Linked DNA regions of Callithrix jacchus: region 1 is linked to region 2. Evidence: chromatin contacts called from public Hi-C data. All regions are on one chromosome and are shown on one strand. Each heading gives the region's core, a stretch centred on a gene start, on an enhancer-like site or on the middle of the called end of the contact. The rest is flanking DNA. Distances are from core to core; before and after follow the strand shown. Region 1 overlaps ABL1 (ABL proto-oncogene 1, non-receptor tyrosine kinase). Region 2 holds the start of LOC144576897.

Region 1 (5,540 bases), core at 209-2,708, 140 kb before region 2:
GTAGGAAAAAATAAAGAATTTATTTAATTTTTAATTTAAAAGGAATAAACCTAGAATGAAATAGTGATTAGAAGATGAAAACTACTAAATACATCCAACACGAGGAAGCAAAAGGAAGGATTTACAACACAAGATCATGTGGTCCCCGGGTAAGAGCCACAGCAGGTGGGGACCTGAGGGCAAACTTGGCATGCAGAGTTCACATCTGGACACAACAGAGATGGAGAGGAAGGAGAAAGAGCAGGCTGGCAGAAAGCAACAGGGGGCGCCAGCTACCTGTTTTCTTCTCATTGGTGTGACAAGGGAATGCTTCCTTACCAAAAACAATTCCACATTAAAATCCACACAAAATATCTGGACCCCAGGCACATAACTGAATCTATTGGCTTGCTCAGGGCAGCCAACCATCACTGAAGGTGGAAAGATGACTTAAAAACACGACTGGGCATCCAGAAGACTTGCCCAAACTGCAAAGATGTGGGAAGAAGAAACACATTTGGGATAATGGTGATGCTTGGGACAAGAGGGAGAAAAGGGAACAGGGTCAGGCTTCGACTATAACTGTAATATGTTATTACTTAAAAAAAAGAAGAGGGTTCTTGCTGCGAGTGTCTCTTTGAGGATGAAATAAAAGGGCAGCAGCAGCCTGAAATACACACAGCAGGGCCAAGGCCTTTGGCTGTGGGTTACATCAGGCACCACTACTATAGGTCTGTAATAGTAAATAAGAAAAATATATTTAAAAGAAGGTACCAACAAAATATACAAGTCAGTCCCATCGACAACTCTCAAGAAGGTAAAAAGGATTTTTCAACACGGAGGTTTCTCTTTCGTTTTGCTTGGGGAGAGAACACAAGCGCATTCCTAAAACTCAGGCAAGCCAAAGGCACACGCTTTGGGGTTACAATCTTTTGGTAACAATCTTACTAAAATAAAATTCTAATAAAGGCAAAACTTGTCCAGAAAGATTGTTCCACTCTGGGGAACTTGCTCCTGGTATAAGGGGTGTGGCCTGGGAACACTGGCCCTCTGCAAGACAGGGGCTCTGAATGGCAGGACTTTTCAGGATGTGGTGGTCCGGATTTGATTCTTGAGAGCTCTGAAGAGAAGCCTCTGAGTGAATTGCTCTAGGGACATGCCATGAGTCATGCTCAGACCCACGAAGGCACACACAGCAATGCTTCGGGGAGCGGAAGTCGGCCCCGCTGAGGCTGCCGTTAGCTTCACACCCACACAGTGACGTTCACTCACTCTCTTCAGTGCTAGTCACCAGCACAAGTGCTGTACACAAGGAAAACTGAGTGCAATGTGGGGTCAGCCCCAATTCCCTGCCCCTCCGGAAGGCTGTCAACTGTCTAATGACTTCACTGCAGGTGGCAAGTGCTCCCACCCCTCTTCTCGGTTAGCTCAGCAGATGGTATGTTCCCTACCAAGGAGTCTAGAGAAGTGAGAAAAGCCATTCCAAGAAGACATTCCTGGAATCAGAGCACCACTCCCACCTTGGAAATCAGTGGCATGGTACCAGGTCACAGAGCCCGTGTGGCCTGCTGGCCCCAGGGCAGGGCACCTGGGAGCAAGTCTCATTATCTCTCTCTCCCTTCCGAGCAGGAAGCACACAGGCCTCAAAGGAGTGCTTCCCAACTGGTGGATCAGGTCCCTTCACTCCAGCATGGAATGCTAATGGCTCCCCTAAGTCCTAGTTTATGGCAGAATTTGTTCTTGGGCTCATGTGATTACCCCATAGGCTACTGCGTGAGAGATTTCAGTTGCAGGCGGTTTCACTGAAAGTCCCAACTTTATCCTTTTCAATAATTAAATTTACAGACCTTGTGACTTAGTTCATTTTTCAACATAAAACTTACACACTGACACTTACTAAATATTAAAACCATCCTCCCTCAAATGCATGGCATATTTGGTTCACAGCAGTCTTCCCCATGTCCCATTAACAGTCAAGGCCGACGTTTCCTTCTGATTAGTTCTAGTTTTTGAGCAGCATTTGCTGGGGAACTGTGTGATCATCAGGAATTCATGGCATGTTCAGGGAAGAAAGTCAAGTTAGTGTCATGAATGGCATGTCATTATGTTATGCACCTGGTTCCATTAACAACACTCAGGTGCTCAGCCAGGGCTGCTGCCTCTCCCTAATCATGCATGAACCTGAAGGATAGGATTTGTCAAAGAAACTCTTAGAACACCGTTTTGCAGGGCGCAGTGGCTCACACCTGTAATCCCAGCACTTTGAGAGGCCGAGGCAGGCAGATCATGAGGTCAGGCGTTTGAAACCAGCCTGGCCAACATGGTGAAACCCCATCTCTACTGAAAGTACAAAAGCCGGGCACAGTGGCGGGCACTTGTAGTCTCAGCTACTCAGGAGCTGAGGCAGGAGAATCACTTGAACTCGGGAGGCAGAGGTTGCAGTGAGCCAAGACTGTGCCACTGCACTCCAGCCTGGGCAACAATGCAAGACTCTGTCTCAAACAAAAGAAAAAGACTCTTTCTTCTGACAGGCCTAACCCACGGAGCTTAGAACTTGGCTGCCTTGGGCCCTTAGACCCAAGGGTCCCACCTCAGACATAATGTTTACAGGTTGCTCAGCCAGGAAGCGAGTTCCCCCGAGAGCTGCTCACACACAGCAGGAGGGCAAGCCCCAAGTACACAAGAACGGTCCAAGCTCCTCCACCAGGGCACATGTGCCTGCTGAGCCAAGGTCAGGGCGAGTAAAGCCTAAACATCCAAGAGGCTGTGCAAATGGTCCCTTCCTGCCACTCTGCTCAAGTTTCGTGCCCTGGATCTGTCCCTTCAGCAAACCATGAAAATAAATGTCAACTGGGCAAATTTCTTTCAAGAAAGAAAAGACTCTATTAAGGCCTAGAAGGAATTGAGGAATATGACAGCGGCATCTCACAGAATTCAATGAGGTGTGGACATAAACATTCAGAACTAAGAACTTCAGGCAGGAGGCAGTGAAGAAAAATCAATCTTCAGTTCTGCTAAGTCAAAAGAGGGTTACAACTTTGGGAAAGTATCAGAAAAATGAGAGGCAAATCCCAGGCTATCCAGAGATTTCTGAGACAGTCAAGGCTCCCAGGAAATGGCAATGGCTCAGTTCAGCATTGGTCCCTTCAAGAGTCCAGCTCAAGACCTGCAGTCCCCAACTCTGGACCTTGAGCTGGTGGTCCTGGGCTGACTGATGAGCCACAAGGGCTGCTGAAAGCTCACAACACTAGAAGAGAGGTAAGTAAGAGCCAAGAGGGTGGAGGCAGAAAGAAATCCTCTGGGGCCTCACAGAAGAATCTTCTAAATTCAGTTGTTTTCTAAAGATTAGCTAATTTAAAAATAAGAACTAAACTTATTTAACCCCAGCCTGTTCCTCCTACCAGTCTTAAATTTTCCCCTCAGAAATCCAAAAAAGGGGCTGGGCATGGTGGTTCACGCCTGTAATCTCACCACTTTGGGAGGCCGAGGTGGGTGAATCACCTGAGGTCAGGAGTTCGAGACCAGTTTAGCTAACATGGTGAGACCCCGTCTCTGCTAAAAATACAAAAATTAGCCAGGTGTGGTGGCGCATGCTTGTAGTCCCAGCTACTTGGGAGGCTGAGGCAGGAGAATTGCTTGAACCCAGGAGACAGAGGTTGCAGTGAGCTAAGATCATGCCATTGTACTTCCAGCCTGGCAACAAGAGCAAAATTCCATCTCAAAAAAAAGAAAGAAATACAAAAAGGATTTCATCATGGTTCTGCTACGTGAGCAGCATTTTTCAGCACCGAGCCACAGGGTCACAAACACACAGCAGTGGGAGCTCCCTCTAATGATGTTCCCTCATTCCAGCGATATGATCCCACCCAACACATCACCGTCGAGTGTGGCCCTCACAAGAAGGAACCTCTTCAGATTGTCTTCTGGATGATGCTGTGGGCTCTGGAGTCCCCAGAGAGCTGATGGGAGACTTTTTGCCAGGGAGGGAGAAAGGAGGCAAGATGCCAAGGAAAGTGTGATGCGTTGCCCAATGGGGGACACTGTGTGGTCAGATGAGCTCCCTGTGCTCTACCTGGAATGAAACAAACTCACCTGGCACATACTAGCTTTTAGACAGAGGCATCTTAGGCAGATTCTCCCCCTTTGGATGAATCTCAAATTCTGCAAATCACGTATACCATATGCAGGCCTTTCCCTGCCCCTTTGAACGGTATTTTAGACCAACCCCTAGCTAATGAGCTGTCACACTAGATCATGCCTGCCTGCATCTGTTCCAAGGTTGCTGATTAAACAGCTCTAGGGAAAAGAAACCATTATCCTGTTCGGTACAAACCTCAAGTGATTATCTTGGTGCAGCATGACTTGGATAAATAGCACAGATGGGAAGCAAGCTGTTTGCTCCAGAAAATCACCCCCCATGGACGGTACACTCTGGTGCTCTGATTCACCAGAAAGGTACCCTTGCGGTCTGAAGGCTCCTTCAAAGGGCCCACTGCCTTGCAGTACATCCTTCAGAATGGAAGGGCGTAGCTCCACCTCCAGGATAAGAATAACCCTAAAAGCAAGTTGACAGGCCCATGTCTGGTCACATGTGGACAACAGGCTCTGCTGGTTTAGTGGCTTACAACTAGAGTTAAAAAAAAAAAATGAAATAGAACAGAATGAAATACAAAATATCAGGCTGAGCGCAGTGGTTCACACCTGTAATCCCAGCACTTTGGGAAGCTGAGGTGGGCAGATCATGAGGTCAGGAGTTCAAGACTAATCTGGCCAACATAGTGAAACTCCATCTCTACTAAAAATACAAAACATTAGCCAGGTGTAGTGGTGTGCACCTGTAATCCCGGCTACTTGGGAGGCTGAGGCAGGAGGATTGCATGAACCTGGGAGGCAGAGGTTGCAGTGAGCCACGATCACGCCATTGCACTCCAGCTTGGGCAACAGTGTGAGACTCCATCTCACACACAAAAATAGTCAGAGCACGTTACATACAGTGAAGGCAGGTAAGACTTCATGAAACTTCTGTTATATTGTGAGGTCTGGGTGGTGATGTAAAATGAATTTTTCTTACAGTGAACCCAGACGTTTTAAAAAGCTTGAAAGCAACCTCATATCAGCCTTATTTATAATAATAAAAGACTGAAAACAACCTAAAAGTCAACCAGCAGGGGAACCACTGAAATAAGTGACAGTCCATCCATGGTACGCAGTCACTGGTATGAATGAGGCAGCTCTAAACCTGTTGCCATAAAACAATCTGGAAGGTGTATTATCACATGGGAGAAGCACAATGCAGGACAGCCTGGAGCACACATCATTTGTGTGCCTTTTTGAATATAAACATCTATAAACCGTCTATGTCCAGGTAACTCTGGAAGGAACTGGTAACAGTGCTTGCCTCTGGGCAGAAAAGGTGAATCAGGAGACAATTACTTTTCACTGTAATTCATTTTGTTCTTTTGATTTTTTTTTAACCATATGGATGCATTACCTAGTATTAAAAAAATATAGGCTGGGCATAGTGTCTCATGCCTTTAAGCCCAGCATTTTGGGAGGCCGAA
Region 2 (6,258 bases), core at 157-2,656:
AAACATTACAGTGTGGGCCCCCATGCCTCGAGGACTCCTTCCTCCCTGCTCCTTTGATAAAATGCAGGGCAGGCAAACTTGGCCTTCTTTGGTCCCCAAGAACTTTTCCAGGCTGCTGCCCCATAAAGTAATACTAGGTACCCCTTTCCAGAAGAGGGTTCAAGATCTTCCAGAACGGTCAGCAAGCATAGAGGGAAATGATGGCATATACGTGGGATTTCACATTCGCTTCTTCTTCACAAGTCAGCAATTGAAGTCAATCACAGAAAGGCATCTTCCATTATAAAAGGAAGCACGTTTTTTAGGTTGACACTTGCAAACAGGAGTTCCAATTATTTTCGAAGTTATCAATTTGAAGTAACGTAATTGCAGTGTTACCCAAAAGTTTCTTGATTTTTTTTTTACGGGCTGGATTTTTTTCTTTTAAAGAAGAAAAATCTAAACAGAAATATTCACAGGGGATGCTGAAAAGTCAGTAATGCTAGTCATTTCAATTCCCACATATAAAGGAAACGCTGATCGTCTTTGGCCCCTGCTCCAGAACTTTTCCTGTGGAAGTCACCAACCCCCTATCTTAGCTTCTTCATCTTCCAACAAATTTCCTGCCGAACTAGCAGCCGCTCTCGCTTCTCTGCTCTGCTCGCCGGAAAAGGACACGGGTCACCCAGATTTCAGCTAGTTTGCCCTCGACTCTGACGAAAAGGAATGCATTGCCAGCAACTTTTAAGTCCTCTTTTTAAAAGGCCTATGGAACCAATCCAGACTTTTCCTTTGCATTAAAGTTTCTGGCTGAGCTGAGACTAAGGGGGCTGTAGGTGACATTGGAAGAAGTCAGGGCATTAGAGGCTCGCGGGAGCCACCTTGGGGGAAGGGGAGACCCCTTGACAGTAGGGGAGGGATTTGAATGGGAAGCTCCGTGGCCAAACTTGGGGCCGGGATCAGGAGCAAGGGGCGGCTCGGGGCTAAGGGAAGCTGCCGGGGCGCGGCACGGGCGGCTTACTCCGGGGCGACGCTCTTCCAAGCCTCGGAAAATGGGGTGTCCCAAGCTGGGGGAAACAGACCATCCCCCAGTGTCCCAGAGCCGGGGCGGGGCTGTAAGGCACGAAGGACTCTCGAGGCCCCAACAGCGGAAGGCGGGCGCCGTGTAGAGGAGGCCCGGCCGCCTCAGCTGCCCCAAGCCCGGGGGTCTCTGCCTGAGACACCTCCTCCCCCGGCCCCGGACACTGACACCACCACCGCCCCCAGGCAGTCACATCCCCCGAGCTCTGTCGAGGGACTCAGACGCCCCCCGCCGATAGGGGCCGTGGACAGCGAAGGGGCTCCTCAGTCGCAGGACCCGGGAACCGGCTCCGGCTCCAGCGCTGCTCAGGAACACACACCAACCCCCGCGGCCGCCATGATGGATTACGAGCCGCTCCACAACGAGGCCAGGCCCCGCCCTCGGCCCCGCCCCCGGCGACGTCCGGAGCCCGCCTCGCGGGGACCGGGATGTCCCCGGCGCCGCTTTCCCGGCACGTCGCCGCTCCTCCCGGCTCTGCTTCCCTTGTCTGCAAGAGCCCAGCCCCGCACGACCTTTTAAATGTGGCTTCTCTGAGCGCAAGGTGAGTGGTAAGGAAGCACTCGCCTTCACTGTACTGCCATTGGGCCCCGAGAATCCGGGTCAGGACTCTCTCCTCCGTCCTATTGGCCAGTGAGGGCAGTAGGGGCGGATCTCCCAGCCAACCGAGTTTGGCGCAGTCCGCGATGCATACCGGGAGTTGTGGTCCCACGGCGCCCTCGTGAGTCTGATCGCACCGAGACTCCTGGCACCCGCCCCGACAGCGGGGCCTCGGCCGCCCCGCCCTCCTGGGACCCGGTGGACTCTCCTCGGCCTCGCGTCTGCCCGGCGCGAGTAGTGAGACCGGGAAGAGCCAAAGCGAGGGAAAAACTACGGATTGGATTTTCCTAGAACCGGAGTTGATGACTTCCTTCAGTCTCTAAGGGAGAAAATTTGGTTCGCTCCTAGAAACCAAGGTTTTTGGCGCCTCTCAACCCCTTCACCCTCCAGAAGGCATAAATATTAGAACAAGCGAAGAAGTATACAGAAATAGGGAAAACATCCGACATGTTGCTAACGAATTCAACTATTTATTTGGGTATTAGGAGGCTTACTCATTACAGAAACGGCATTTGTTGGGAGAGTTTGCCAGGCGCTGTCAGATGTTTGCCTCGGAAGGAACCTTTAAGATTATAAACATGTCACAGGTGAACACGTGTTCACATGAAAACATCCTCTGTTCGCCAAGAAAATGCCCAGATGGTTGGGTTTAGCAAGTCTACAGAACCAATGACCTAGACGTACCAAAGCCACACCTGACATAATTCATGTTTTACGCCTAAAAAGCATCTTGGTCCCCTGTTGGCTTTCCACGTCTGCAGAGCAGTGCACCTAACCGGGATCCCACTTCTTTCTTCTTTCCTTTTCTTTTTTCAGATGGAGTTTCGCTCTTGTTGCCCAGGCTGGAGTGCAGTAACCGGATCTTGGCTCACTGCAACCTTCACCTCCCGGGTTCAAGCGATTCTCCTACCTCAGCCTCCCAAGTAGCTGGGATTACAAACATGCACCACCACGAGTGTCTAATTTTTGTATTTTTAGTAGAGACGGAGTTTCTCCATCTTTGCCAGGCTGGTCCCGAACTCCTGACCTCCCAAAATGCTGGGATTACAGGCGTGAGCCACTGCACCCTGCCCAAGATCCCATTTTTTAAGAATGGATCCACTTATCAGGCCTACTTTATACCCAGCACTGTTAGCACTTTCCATAAACTACATTATCTCATGTAATCCTCACTGTAGCCCAGTGAGGCATGTAATACTATTCCCCATAATACAGATGGGGAAACAGGTTCAGAGATATGACCTCCCTACCCAAAGGCACTTGGCCAATTATGTGATAGTCACAATTTCAGCCCAGGCTGACCTTGCTCCAAAATCCATGGTTCCCACTGTACCATTCAGTCTCAAAAACCTGTTGCTCTGAGACCACTGATTTTTCAGAAGTTGCTACTGGTATCTGAGGAACAGCAGCAAGAATGTTGTATATTCAGCTATTAAGTACTTTAGAAATATTTCTGCTGCATTGAAACATGCCACTTACTTTTGATACTGGTTTCAAAAGGAATTAGTTACTTGCAAGGTACTGAATGACAAACATGAAAAACTGTAGCGATTTAGAACTGGACCCGATCAATTCTGACCTGATTTGGTTTGGCTCTGTTCTCTTACAAACTTACCTGGCTGACAATCCTAGTTCTGATCTAAGGTGTCATTTTTCAACTGTCAATGACCTTGTTCCCCTTTACTTACCCTAATCTTTATTATTTACTTATTTAGAGGCAGAGTCTTGCTCTGTGGCCCAGGCTGGAGTGCAGTAGCACAATCTCTGCTCACTGCAACCTCCACCTCCCAGGTTGAAGCGAGTCTCCTGCCTCAGCCTCCCAAGTAGCTGGAACTACAGGCACATGCCACACACCTGGCTAATTTCTGCATTTTTGTAGAGACGGGGTTTCACCATGTTGGCCAAGCTGGTCTGAGTTCATTTCTTCACCTGTAACTAGAGGTCATAGCTTACTTCACAAGGCTTTTGGGTTTTTTGTTTGATTTGGTTTTTCTTTTTTGAGACACAGTCTCACTCTGACGCCCAGGCTGGAGTGCAGTGGCGTGATCTCGGCTCATTGCAACCTCTGCCTCCCGGGTTCAAGCGATCCTCATGCCTCAGCCTCCTGAGTAGCAGGGATTACAAGCACCCACTACCACGCCCGACTAATTTGTGTATTTTTAGTAGAGATGGGGTTTCACCGTCTTTGCCGAGCTGGTCTCAAACTCCTAACCTCAGGTGATCCGCTCACCTTGACCTCCCAAAGTGCTGGGATTACAGGCATGAGCCACTGCCCTTGGCCTTGTTTTTTAAGACAGGGCCTTACTCTGTCAGCCAGGCTGGAGTGCAGTGGCATAATCTCAGTTCACTGCGGCCTCAACGTGCTGGGCTCTGGTGATCCTCTGCCCCAGCCTCCCAAGTAGCTTAGACTACAGGCGCATACCACCACACCTTTTTTTTGGGGGGGGGAGAGACAGAGTTTATGAGGGTCAAACTAGACCTTGTTTGGTTTTCCACAAAGATTGATACTATGCTTTCCGGGAGTCACAGCAGAGGTCAACTGCACTTGATCTGAAGGCCTATCCCTAGTTTTCCACTTTGCTATTTTCTTGTTTTAGGTGAGCCCCAAGCCCAGACTCTAATATTTTTTTTCTAGAGACGTGCTATACCTTTTTTTTGGAGATGGAGTCTTTCTCTGTCACCCAGGCTAGAGTTCAGCAGTGCAATCCCGGCTCACTGTAACCTCCGCCTCTGGGGTTCAAGCTATTCTCCTACCTCAGCCTCCCTAGTAGCTAGCATTACAGGCATGTGCCACCTCTTCCAGCTAATTTTGTATATTTCGTAGAGACAAGGTTTCATGTTAGCCAGGCTAGTCTCCCAACCTCAGGTGATCCGCCTGCCTTGGCCCAAGTGCTGGGATTACAGGCGTGAGCCACCGTGCCTACCTGATGCACTGTACTTTTTAAATCCCTGTATAATACTGTAGAAAGATACTTTTTAAAGAAACAAAGGCTCAGTTTCAAGAGGTCCTGAGTACACATGGCCCTGAATGATACTTTTAAAGACTTAAAAACTAGAATTCAAAGCCTGGCAAAATAAATATTGCTTGGCTGGGTGAAGTGGCTCATGCCTGTAATCCCAGCACTTTGGGAGGCTGAGGCAGGCAGATCACCTGAGGTCAGGAGTTTGAGACCAGCCTGGCCAACATGGCGAAACCCCGTCTCTACTGAAAATATAGATTATCTGGGTGGCGTGGTGGTGTGCGCCTGTAGTCCCAGCTACTTGGGAGGCTGAGGCAGGAAAATCGCTTGAACCTGGGAGGCAGAGGTTGCAGTAAGCTGACATCGTGTCACTACATTCCAGCCTTGGGGACAGAGAAAGACTCTGTCTCAAAAAAAAAAACAATTAATATTGTCAAATATTGAATAAATTCATTCAAGTTCATGTTTCCATTAAGAGTGATTAAGTTGAAGCAACCCACCAAGTTGCTAAAGGGATTCAATACCCATGTAAAGATTTCTGTTTATTCCATTTAAAAAAACAAAACAGAACAAAAACCTACCAGAATTACACTAAACGACAGCGCCCTCTAGCGGGCCACTGTTAGGAGATAATCACCAAAAACTGCTTTTAGATAAGACCTTTATATTATTTCCACTTAGTAGGCAATCACCAGTCAGCAGATACTAGATGAACAGCAGAGGCTGGCAGCTTGGGAAACACCAAGTGAGAGTAAATAAGCTGACACATGGCCCTGGTAAAAACCAAACTCAGCTACTCAGGTAGCTTGAAGATTGCTTGAGCCCAAGTCTGTAGTGAGCCATGATCACGCCAGTGTACTCCAGGCTGGGGACTAGAGAGAGACCTTGTCTCAGAAAAAAACAAAACCAGGCGGGGTACGGTGGCTCATGCCTATAGTCCCAGGACTTTGGGAGGCTGAGGCGGGTGGATCACAAGGTCAGGAGTTCGAGACCAGCCTGGCCAATATGGTGAAATCCTGTCTCTCTCTTTTTTTTTTTTGTCATGAGTAGAATCTGTTTTTGTTTTTTGTTTTTTTTTTTTACCCTGTCTCTTAAATTAAAACAAAACAAAACAAAATAAACAAACTTGACTCAGACTTCCACTCTTTGCCATTCCCTTCTCTCAAGAGGTATGGAGCCTGGCTAACCTTCTCAAACACACGACAGGCCAATCCATCTAAAGCTGCAGCACAGCCTACAGAATATTCAATTGTCTGCAAATTCCCCACAAGGGTTGTGTGAGCTCAGGAGTTCAAGACTAGCCTGGGCAACAGTCAGACTTCATCTCTACCAAAACACAACACAATTAGCTGCATGTGGTAGCTCAGCACCTCTAGTCCCAGCTACTCAGGAGGCTGAAGATGGAGGACTGCTTGAGCCCAGGAAGTTGAGCCATAACTATACCACTATAGTCCAGCCTGGCTGACAGAGAAAGAAAAAAAAGCCTGCCTGAAAAAAAAAAAAAGTCAGGTGCCAGAACAGTGGCTCACATCTGTAATCCCAGCACTTTGGGAGGCCGAGGCAGGCGGATAATGAGGTCAAGAGATCGAGACCATCCTGGGCATGGTGAAACCTCGTCTCTACTAAAAATGCAGAAATTAG

What was found. Hi-C and Micro-C count contacts between places; a contact is called where the count stands out from the background.
Region 1: a Hi-C map of induced pluripotent stem cells shows a contact between it and region 2, with 4 times the contacts expected there. The contact joins the enhancer-like site here to the promoter of LOC144576897 in region 2. A contact is called at or near these places in 3 of 3 Hi-C or Micro-C datasets (induced pluripotent stem cells and skeletal muscle).

What each region holds. Positions count from the first base shown.
Region 1 is chr1:179,507,454-179,512,993 of calJac240_pri, reverse strand. The region is part of intron 3 of ABL1 (ABL proto-oncogene 1, non-receptor tyrosine kinase); the gene reads right to left. Among named protein-coding and RNA genes, the nearest start is that of QRFP, 34 kb to the left of the region's middle. Within about 2 kb of position 1,458, at least 5 of the 16 cell types and tissues checked have an H3K27ac peak or open chromatin away from gene starts, as enhancers often do.
Region 2 is chr1:179,367,917-179,374,174 of calJac240_pri, reverse strand. It overlaps LOC144576897, which reads right to left and starts at 1,406. Exons shown (of 1, transcript XM_078329682.1): 1 at 724-1,406. The coding sequence starts at 822. The coding sequence ends at 724. It overlaps ABL1 (ABL proto-oncogene 1, non-receptor tyrosine kinase), which reads right to left and starts at 1,406. Exons shown (of 11, transcript XM_002743402.7): 1 at 1-1,406. The coding sequence starts at 124.